Linked DNA regions of Ovis aries: region 1 is linked to region 2. A link is a contact called in public Hi-C data. All regions are on one chromosome and are shown on one strand. Each heading gives the region's core, a stretch centred on a gene start, on an enhancer-like site or on the middle of the called end of the contact. The rest is flanking DNA. Distances are from core to core; before and after follow the strand shown. Region 1 overlaps PDZRN3 (PDZ domain containing ring finger 3). Region 2 overlaps PDZRN3 (PDZ domain containing ring finger 3).

What was found. A called contact is a pair of places that touch in the nucleus more often than the background predicts.
Region 1: a Hi-C map of mixed tissues shows a contact between it and region 2, with 2.6 times the contacts expected there. The contact joins two enhancer-like sites. A contact is called at or near these places in 3 of 16 Hi-C or Micro-C datasets (mixed tissues, skin fibroblasts and tail adipose tissue).

Annotation. Positions count from the first base shown.
Region 1 is chr19:28,359,743-28,364,447 of ARS-UI_Ramb_v3.0, reverse strand. The region is part of intron 3 of PDZRN3 (PDZ domain containing ring finger 3); the gene reads right to left. Among named protein-coding and RNA genes, the nearest start is that of PDZRN3, 140 kb to the right of the region's middle. Within about 2 kb of position 1,582, at least 3 of the 54 cell types and tissues checked have an H3K27ac peak or open chromatin away from gene starts, as enhancers often do.
Region 2 is chr19:28,241,429-28,245,997 of ARS-UI_Ramb_v3.0, reverse strand. The region is part of intron 2 of PDZRN3 (PDZ domain containing ring finger 3); the gene reads right to left. Among named protein-coding and RNA genes, the nearest start is that of PDZRN3, 23 kb to the right of the region's middle. Within about 2 kb of position 3,172, at least 4 of the 54 cell types and tissues checked have an H3K27ac peak or open chromatin away from gene starts, as enhancers often do.

The DNA of each region.
Region 1 (4,705 bases), core at 333-2,832, 120 kb before region 2:
CAGGGATTGAACCCAGGTCTCCTGCATTGTAGGTGGATTCTTTACTAGCTGAGCCACAAGGGAAGGCCTTTCAAAAAATTTTTTTCAGTTAGGTGCTTCATTTACAAGCAAATGTTGAAGTGGTCCATTATTTACTTTGAAGATTCTCCTGAGGTCATAAATCTGCTGTGACTCTCATTTACAAGTTACACATCTGGAAATGCATAACCAAATTTAACATTACACATGGAAAATTCTTTATTTTAACACCTCAAGGAAGTATGATTTTATAGTTTAAATACCAGATTTGAAAAAAAGCAATTTCTTCATTTTAAAATAATCCCTTATCTGTAATGTTTTATTCTAAATATTATTCCCATTACTGTCTACTCAGCCCCACCTAATGAACAATGAAAAAACTCGTTCTTTTACTTAGGTTGGTAGTTTCTGATTATAGAGGACATCATCTAATGCTTTCCCCCATGCACTTTGCAAAGTCTTAAATGACAGAATACGTTTCCAAAAATATAGCACAGCATCTATTGTGTCTGAACTCAGCTGTCTCAGCGCAACCATGAATGTGTCTCGAGAAACTTGGTAAAAACCCTTTGAACTTCTTTGGGGCAGAAAGGCATAGGAAACTGAAATTAAAAACCTCCAATTAAAGCTTTTTATACTAAACTTACACACAGATCAAGCTGTGCTCTCTGACACAGAAGCAAGAAACCACAGCGGGTGGGAGCAAGCTCGCACAGATGCGTTTTTGTATTACGTAGACGACCTCGCCATCTGAAACACAACTCAGGGAAACTGAAATCCCAGCTGTGTTATTCCTTTTCCAAGGAGAACAGAGATGCGTCCCACAGCCACTGTATGCATACTAGACCTTCATTTAGTCACACATCAAGAAGATGTATGCACCCCAGTGTTCACAGCAGCATTATTTACAGTCGCCTCCGGTATGAGATGGAAGTTAATATTACACTCTCGGCTATGCATAGTATCTGTCTTTCGTGGGTACGTTCTTCGTTCCAGATCATCTCCCAACTCTCCTCGTTCCCACCATTAATTAAAACAGTTATATGGTTAAACACATAAGAATATGGAGTTAGTCAGCAAGTGCTGTGTAACAAAGGAACTCATATAAAATTTACATGGGATTTAATTAGCTGATAATGGGTCATTAGTTGAGGGGCTAAAGAAAGGAAACAGATTTTTCTGAACACATAAAGGAACCATTCAGGAAGAAGAGAGTTGTTTTCGTTTGGCCCTTCTCAGCTGGGAGAACCACCTGTGCAAACACGGGGCTCAAGTCAGATGACAAGCAAGGTTTTCATGGTACCAGGAAGATTTCCATCTCCATGACAACCTTCCTGGGCCCAGATAGAGGATGTTATTTTTCTGGAGGCAACATCTCAGCCACACTAGCGAGGAGGGTACAGTTCGGGCCTGGTGTGAACCTGAACACTCTCTCTTGGGCAGCCACTATGGACCAGGGCTGCTTGTGCCAAATCGTGACTCATGGGAGATTGTAGATGGAGATCTGACGTATTTCACAGTGACTCCATCTTCTGAGTGCTTCATTTCCCAGAAACGAAGTAATGCTCTGACTCAACAACTCTCAGGAGTTACAAACCATTCTTCCCATCTCCAAAGCACAGTACTTGGTATTTTAAGTAGGTCACGTGAATCATGAGACGTTATATGCAAAGGCAACTGTGTTAGTATCACTTATGAACATGCATTGAAATAACTGTTCAGATAGCAATGAACAATATGATCGATTGACATGTGGGGGTGGGGAGAGAAGCACACAAAACGACTTTCTGGAAAATTCTTTCAAATAAGCATGGGGATAAAAAACAAAACCACCATGTTCTTATATAACCATGCTTTAGGACGAGAAAGGACAGTTTTTTGCATCAGATTCAACAAGTGCTCCTGCTGTTTGGAAGTCTTATCAAGTTGTTGATTTAGAACCAAATCCCATGCCTATTCTAAGAGAGAGCCTCCCCTCAGAGAGGCAGTTCAGAATAGATGAGTATGAAATCACGGAACTGCAGGTTAATTCAGAGCTAAGTCAGAGTTTCCTGGTGGCTCAGTGGTAAAGACTCTGCCTGCTGATGCAGGAGACAAGGGTTTGATCCCTGATCTGGGAAGATCCCCACAGGCTGCACAGGAACTAAACCCACACGTGACAAAACTATTGCGCCCGTGCTCTGGAGCCTGGGAGCTGCAACCCCTGAGCCCACACACACGAGAGTCCACGCTCTGCACCAAGAGGAGCCATGAACCACAACTGGAGAGGAGCCCCCGCTCGCTGCAATCAGAAAAAAGGCCACACAGCGACGAAGACCAGCACAGCCAAAAATACACACACAAATCTTTTTTTTAAAGAGCTAAGCTATACTTCCACACACAGTGCCATTTTATGTATGTGGTTTCCCATGAGTAATCATCTTGGGCATTTTTGGTGGCAAGTCCTCTCTGACCACACTCTTATTATAAACCCAATCCCTTAAAGTTCCAGACTTTGATTTGGGATTCAAGGCATCAAATTTGGATCAGAACTAAAAGCCGTAGAATTTAATTCATGTGACTTTCTTCACTGTTAGGTATCTTGGTGACAGTTTTAATACAGCTGGACTCTGATGCACTGGGTAGCAATAATAACCACATCAGAAGAAACATGCTCCACTGAACAACCAGCAGTCCTATCAGCCCGAATCTTACAATTTTCTAACTGTCCCTCTTGTGAAAGATAGTTAATGACATTTATCAATTCTTTGAAGGCTGAAATCTTATGCATTATTCACTTACTTACTATATTACTTATTAAACTTTAAAAAAATTAACCAAAAGTTGTTTATTCATAGCTCTCAAACCTCAGAAAGAGGCAAAAACAAACAAACAAACAAATAAATGGGAATGCCTGTCTGCAACAAAGATGCAAACGTTGATAACTCAAATATAAATGAAGCTTCTCTAGAGCAATAAGGTAAAAAATGAACACCCCAAGCAACACCCAGGGAAAGCAACAAGGCTTACACCAAAGAGGAAATATGACTAGCTAATGACTAAATGAAATGAGGTCCAACCCAATTAGATATAAAACAAGTACTAATTTAAATAATGAAGTGCTATTTTTTACTTATCCCATAGCAAAGATTAAAATCACCCAATACTAGTGAGAGGGCAGGTTAAAGAGCTACTCAGATAACATCTGTGGGAAACCAGTAGTCCCCACCTTTCTAAGGAGATATTCATAACGGCACAAACATTCCATCCTAGAAAATTTTAAGACATAAATGGATACGAAACTACAGTATAGCCACATGTTGAAAACTAGACAGCCATTAATAGTGCTGAGGCTAAGAAATAGCTGAATGACACAAAGTATATCGCTTACAATATGGTGCTAAGTGAAAAAAAAAAATAGCTACAGTACCCCAGGAAACACATGATCTCTTTAAAAAAAACCTCTGTGTGTGTGCATGAGTGTGTAAACATCCATTTTTATTCTCACTTTCTATCACACATATTCCTAAGACACACCCACACCATAAAGTACAAATAAGGCATCAAGTAAGAGTAACAGCTTTATCCCAGCATCATCAGATGACGGGCAACACCTTCTCACGCTTGGTTTTCCCTGATGCTTTATGAAACAAGACTGTATTACTTCAGCAACTTGGTAAAGTGATGGAGTTTCATAAGGTCGGGTCTAATTAGAATCAGCCAAACGAGAAAATCACTATTGGCAGGTAAACATTTGGCAAAGGAAAGATGGATTTAAATGGAGCCTTAGCCAGTCTCTAAAACTGTACGCAGCATGGAGGTCTCAGGCATTAGTGATCTTAGGTCACACTTCAACAACATTTTGCCATTAAAATGCAGCTACTGCCAGCCCCATTCCCCTTTCTCAACAGTGGATCTAGCTATCGGTGAAGCTTGCTTGAAAAACACCGCTCCTCCTTCACACGCTGGACACCCCAGCCGAACCTTGGTCACCTCCAAACAGTTCCTCCCATCACATGGCCTTGGACAGAGTACCTGCCAAGGAAGGCCTCCCTCTTTGGTTATCAGAGCTTTGTGCATAAATCAGTCTTGCATCATCTCTACAACTTGCATCATCATCTCTACAACTCAGGGGACAGCACAGAAGTAAAAGAAAAACCGTGGGGATGAAAGAAGAAAAGCCAATTGGTTGCTCCGTGCATATTATTGTGGTGGCCAGTTTCACCTCTGAGCAACCCAAGAAGCTAATGGTGGTGCTTCCAGCATGAACCAGTTTTGTTAGCTGCCTTTCAATGAGACCATCAATAACCCAGGTGGTGCTGATGGTAAAGAACCTGCTTGTCAATGCAGGAGACACAGACGTGGGTTTGATCCCTGGGTAAGGAAGATCCCCTGGCTACTCACTCCAGGAGGAAGTGGCTACCCACTCCAGTATTCTTGCCTGGAGAATCCCATAGACAGAGGAGCCTGGTGGGCTACAGCCCATGGGGCCGCAAAGAATTGGACACAACTGAAAGGACTTTTGTTTTTGAACTATGGTGTTGGAGAAGACTCTCGAGAGTCCCTTGAATGGCAAGGAGATCCAACCAGTTCATCCTAAAGGAAATCAGTCCTGAATATTCATTGAAAAGACTGATGCTGAAGCTGAAACTCCAATACTTTGGCCACCTGATGTGAAGAGCTAACTCACTGGAAAAGACCCTGATGC
Region 2 (4,569 bases), core at 1,923-4,422:
ACCACTGGACCACCAGGAAGTCCCTTTCCAAAACATTTTAATGTATCACCTTCCTAAGTGAAAGTCTTAGTCTTTCAGTCATGTTCAACTCTTTGCAACCCCATGGACTGTAGCCCACCAGGCTCCTCTGTCCATGAGATTTCCCAGGAAAGAACACTGGAGTGGGTTGTAATGTCCTTCTCCAAGAGATCTACCTGACCCAGGGACTGAACCCACGTCTCCTGCATTGCAGGCACCACCTGGTACCACCTGGGCTACCAGGGAAGCCCATCACCTTCCTAAACAGATATCTATTCCTTTCTTATACACATAAATGGGATTATGCTCCACTCAACCTCTTTCACTTAACTTTAAAAATGTTAGAAATTTTTCACCATCTGAGCCACCGTCACCCTCATTTCCTTAAGTGACTAGACAATCAATCCTCACACAGGAGTCATTAGTACTGTTTCCAGTTGTCGCTTCACTGCTGGCTGAGATGATAGAGAATCTGCCTGCAACGCAGAAGACCTGGGTTCATGGACAGATAAGTCTGGAGGGCTACAGTCCATGGGGTTGCAAAGAGTCAGACACAACTGAGCTACTAACACTAGTTAGTCGCTGTTAGACACTGTATCACCTCCAATACCTTTCTACCTGTATTTTAAAATAAATACCTTTGCTAGTATATATTGCTACAAATCCCTAGCAATGGAACTGCTGGGTTGAGAGTATGCATATTTTATTGATGTTGCCAAATTACCCTTCAGAGAGCCTCTACTGATAGCTCATTCAACAAAGTATATTCTCATATCCTTATAAGCACAAGTGTAATATTAAAAATTTAAATTCAATAATCTGATGGTGAAAATAGGCTTTTCATTTTTGTTGTGATTTGCATCAGAAAACCCCACCACGCACCATCCCCCACCTCTTCAATCCTAATGAATTCTGATCTCCAATCTCTTTGAATCCCTTTAGATCTTTCAAACTACAGTCTGAAAGTCTCTGGGAAAGAAGACAGCTCACTGCTCAAAGTCTTTCCTTTATTTAAAATAAAAAAGCTTCAACAAACTCATTAAAAAAAAACAAAACAAAAAAAAACCCCTCACAGCTAGTTCATGAACTTCTTTCCAAACAGCATTGGGATGAATACTTTCCAAGAGCATGGATTAAATTTCTCGTGATTAACAGATGGATTTAGAAATGAAACGGCAAAAGCGCGTGTTGTTTCTGAACAAAAGGATTTAGGAAGTAAATTCAGGATGTTCCACAAAAAACTCCCAAATCCACCATCCTGGTGATTTCGCTGCCATAACACCGTAAGAACATCTACTTCAGTAATCATTTCTCTATACAAATACATCAAATTTGTAAAATACAAATACATCAAATGCAAATACATCAAAATTCCATTTGTTAAAAAATTAAACAAACCCCAAACCCTATATTCTAAAGAAGGAGAGAGATGACTTTGAAGTCTACCCCCTGAAGTCTAACTATTGGAACCCACGGTGGGAAAACACACACTCCCCAGCTCTCCTCTCCCCTCCCTGCCCCGCTGCTCACAAAGACACACACACAACACTATATAATGTTATAATAGGACTCAAAAGAAACTAAAATCACAATGTAAAATGAGCATTGAGTGTTTTTCCCAACATCTATCCCCACAAGACAAAGATAAATCTCCCACTGCCATTTGGGTTCCCTCAAGACTCTTCCAGGGGGGTGGGTCAGTAAGGCTGCAGGTGCTGAGCTGGATCAGCCGGCCCACAAAGATACCACTGCCCAGCATCACAGCCCTTCCCTCAGGCCTATTGCATGCTAACCCTTTCCCACCGGAATTTCTTTGAGACTTCCCTCTCTCTCACAGCCACTACTAAGGACGCACGAGTTGCAAGCATATCTCAGATACAAGCACAGAGAAGTGCGACAGCTTCTATTTACTGAGTACACACCAGGTACCAGGTACATGGAGCTTCCCAGGTGGCTCACTGGTAAAGAATTGTCAGCTAAAAAAGGAGACAAGGTTTGATCCCTGGGTCGGGAAGATCCTCTGGAGAACGAAATGGCAACCCACTTCAGTACTCTTGCCTGGGAAATCCCATGGACAGAGGAGCCTGATGGGCTACAATCCAGGGGGTCGCGAAGTCGGCTAAAAAACAACAACAGCCAGGTACATAATGAGTGTTCTCTGTCCATCATTTAATCCTCGTAAGAACCACAAGTGGTAAGTAGGATAAATATCCATTTCATAGATGAAAGAAATCTGAGACAGACAGATTAAGTGACCTACTCAAGGTCATATAGCTAAAAAGTGGCAAAGGTCTTTTTCCAACTAAGGATAGGCTGATTCTCTTACACAAACTCTAAGTGCTGCAACACTGTCTCCCATTGAGAAAAATTTCAAAAATACACACGAATTCAGAAATACAGCATTCCAGGCTATGGAATATTCCACCAGAGGACCCTGAAGAGTCTCAACTGACCACAAAGGGTTTATGGACAAGCTTAAGTTCCGTAAGAGGTGACGTCAATACATCAAATGAAAAGAGATCTGTGTTTACTCTGATTGAACTGCTTTGCATTTCTCGGCTAGGGAGGAATGAGGAGATAGGGGCTGGGATTTTGGTTTTGACTGGTTTTGCAGAATAATACATTTGAACAGAAGTAATTTATCTTAAGGCGTATCAGAAAGTCCCAGCAAAAATCAGAGAGGGACAGGCAAGAGCAAACACGAAACTGAGGTCATATGAAGACTGTGATAAGGGATGGGAACAGAATGTAAAAAACATAGAAAGCACAAAATCAGAGAAAACCAAATCCAGAACATTCCTGATCCTCTCAGAACACATCTCTCTATTCTTTGTTTGGTGGCTCCACATTTTAAGGTAGAGTGATGCACCAAGGTGAACCAAATGACAGGATTTGTTTGGGTTTGCTGGCCTGAGACACAGAAAAATAAAAGGGCTTGTTTCCATCCCAGGGGTGCCAGACAATGAAGTAAACTTGCCAAAGGCCGAAGGTCTGCTACACCAGACTGGCGGCTGTTTCTTTAGGGACCCGAGCACTCGTGAATGGGTGATGTGATTCTGCTAAGAGCATTACGTACTGCATGGTGCAATGAAAAGCCTTATGTCAGAGCCCCCCCGCTGGGCTTATGTCACAACTCAACCAAGCCTCCAACACAGGAATTCCTTGGGAAACCCACACGTCATTCACCCTGCCTTCTACTTCCAGTAACTAACAATGAGTACACATTGTTGCTCATCCTGGCTTTTTAGCATGTTCTCAATGACCTGCCAGATTTCCAGGCAACAGGGCAGAATCCATTTAGGTTTTATTATGCTGCTTCTGCTAATCAGGACACGTTTTTAAAAACATGATGGCAAACACATGCATATGGAATTCAATTTCCCTCCCCAGGGCTATGCATGGAGTTCTTGCAAAAAGACCACATAAACCCAGAGTCCTTTAATGCTACAAGAATCAGTCTAGTTTGTGCTTATACCACTTTTTTAAAGAAAAAAGAAAATGACCTAAAACATATTTTTTGGTAAGTCTGAGAAAAACAAAACAAAACTGCCTTCTAGTGAACTTGGAAGCATCCTTTCATCCCTGGGGAGGTGCAGAAATGAAATACCATCTTTGTGGGCTTTCCCATTGTTGGCTGACAACAATTGCCAAGCCTTGAATTTGCCTCTCTGTTTCAGGCATTTTGCAAAATTTAGGCTCCCCTTTTCTATATATATGCTTTGGTGTGCAGAGAAGAGAGCTTCCTGGTTTGGACTCTTTGGCTACAGAAGCTTTCAAAATGTCTAAAAATGAAAAGCATCTTTCTTTACTGTAATTGTTTCTTAAAATGGTAATGGTAATGACGGATAGGGAGAGAATGAATAATTATGAATAAAAACCAACTGCAGCCACTGTCTTGTTACATGTGCCAAGTGGCAAAACACGTTCTCCCGATGATAAGGTGGAGGATTGAGTCCCTCTGGTCCTGGGACCATGACTGAGCCAGTCAAGCCCCATTTGGCTCCCTCAGCCCCTCTCACAGCTGGAAAGCCTGACCCGCGGCAGCAGGGACTGAATCAGAGCAGCACCATGACATGCTGCCTGTGATGGCAGCCAACCAGAAAAAAAGGGAAAAGCAAAAAAGTCCCAAGCTGACATAATTTGGGGTGTCTCAAACGGTGCTAGTGGTAGAGAATCTGCCTGACAATGCAGGAGACACGAGAGACCTGGTTTCAATCCCTGGGTTGGGAAGATCCCCTGGCAAAGGAAATGGCAACCCACTCCCGTATTCTTGCCTGGGAAATTCCACGGACTGAGAAGCCTGGTAGGCTATCGTCTATGGGGTTGCAAAGAGTAGGAAATGTCTGAGTGATTGAGCACAGAGATCATTTTAGTGTAAGAATTCCCCTAAGATGATGGGAAGAACAAGGGTATGTCCACACTCCTAGGGCTCAGCCAAGGGGGACTGCTCCCTGCCCCAACCAACGTTCATTCTATTTTAACCTCATTATCTAGAAGTAGTCTTTTTAAAACATATTTTACAAGGCAAATCATGTATCAGTTCATCATTTT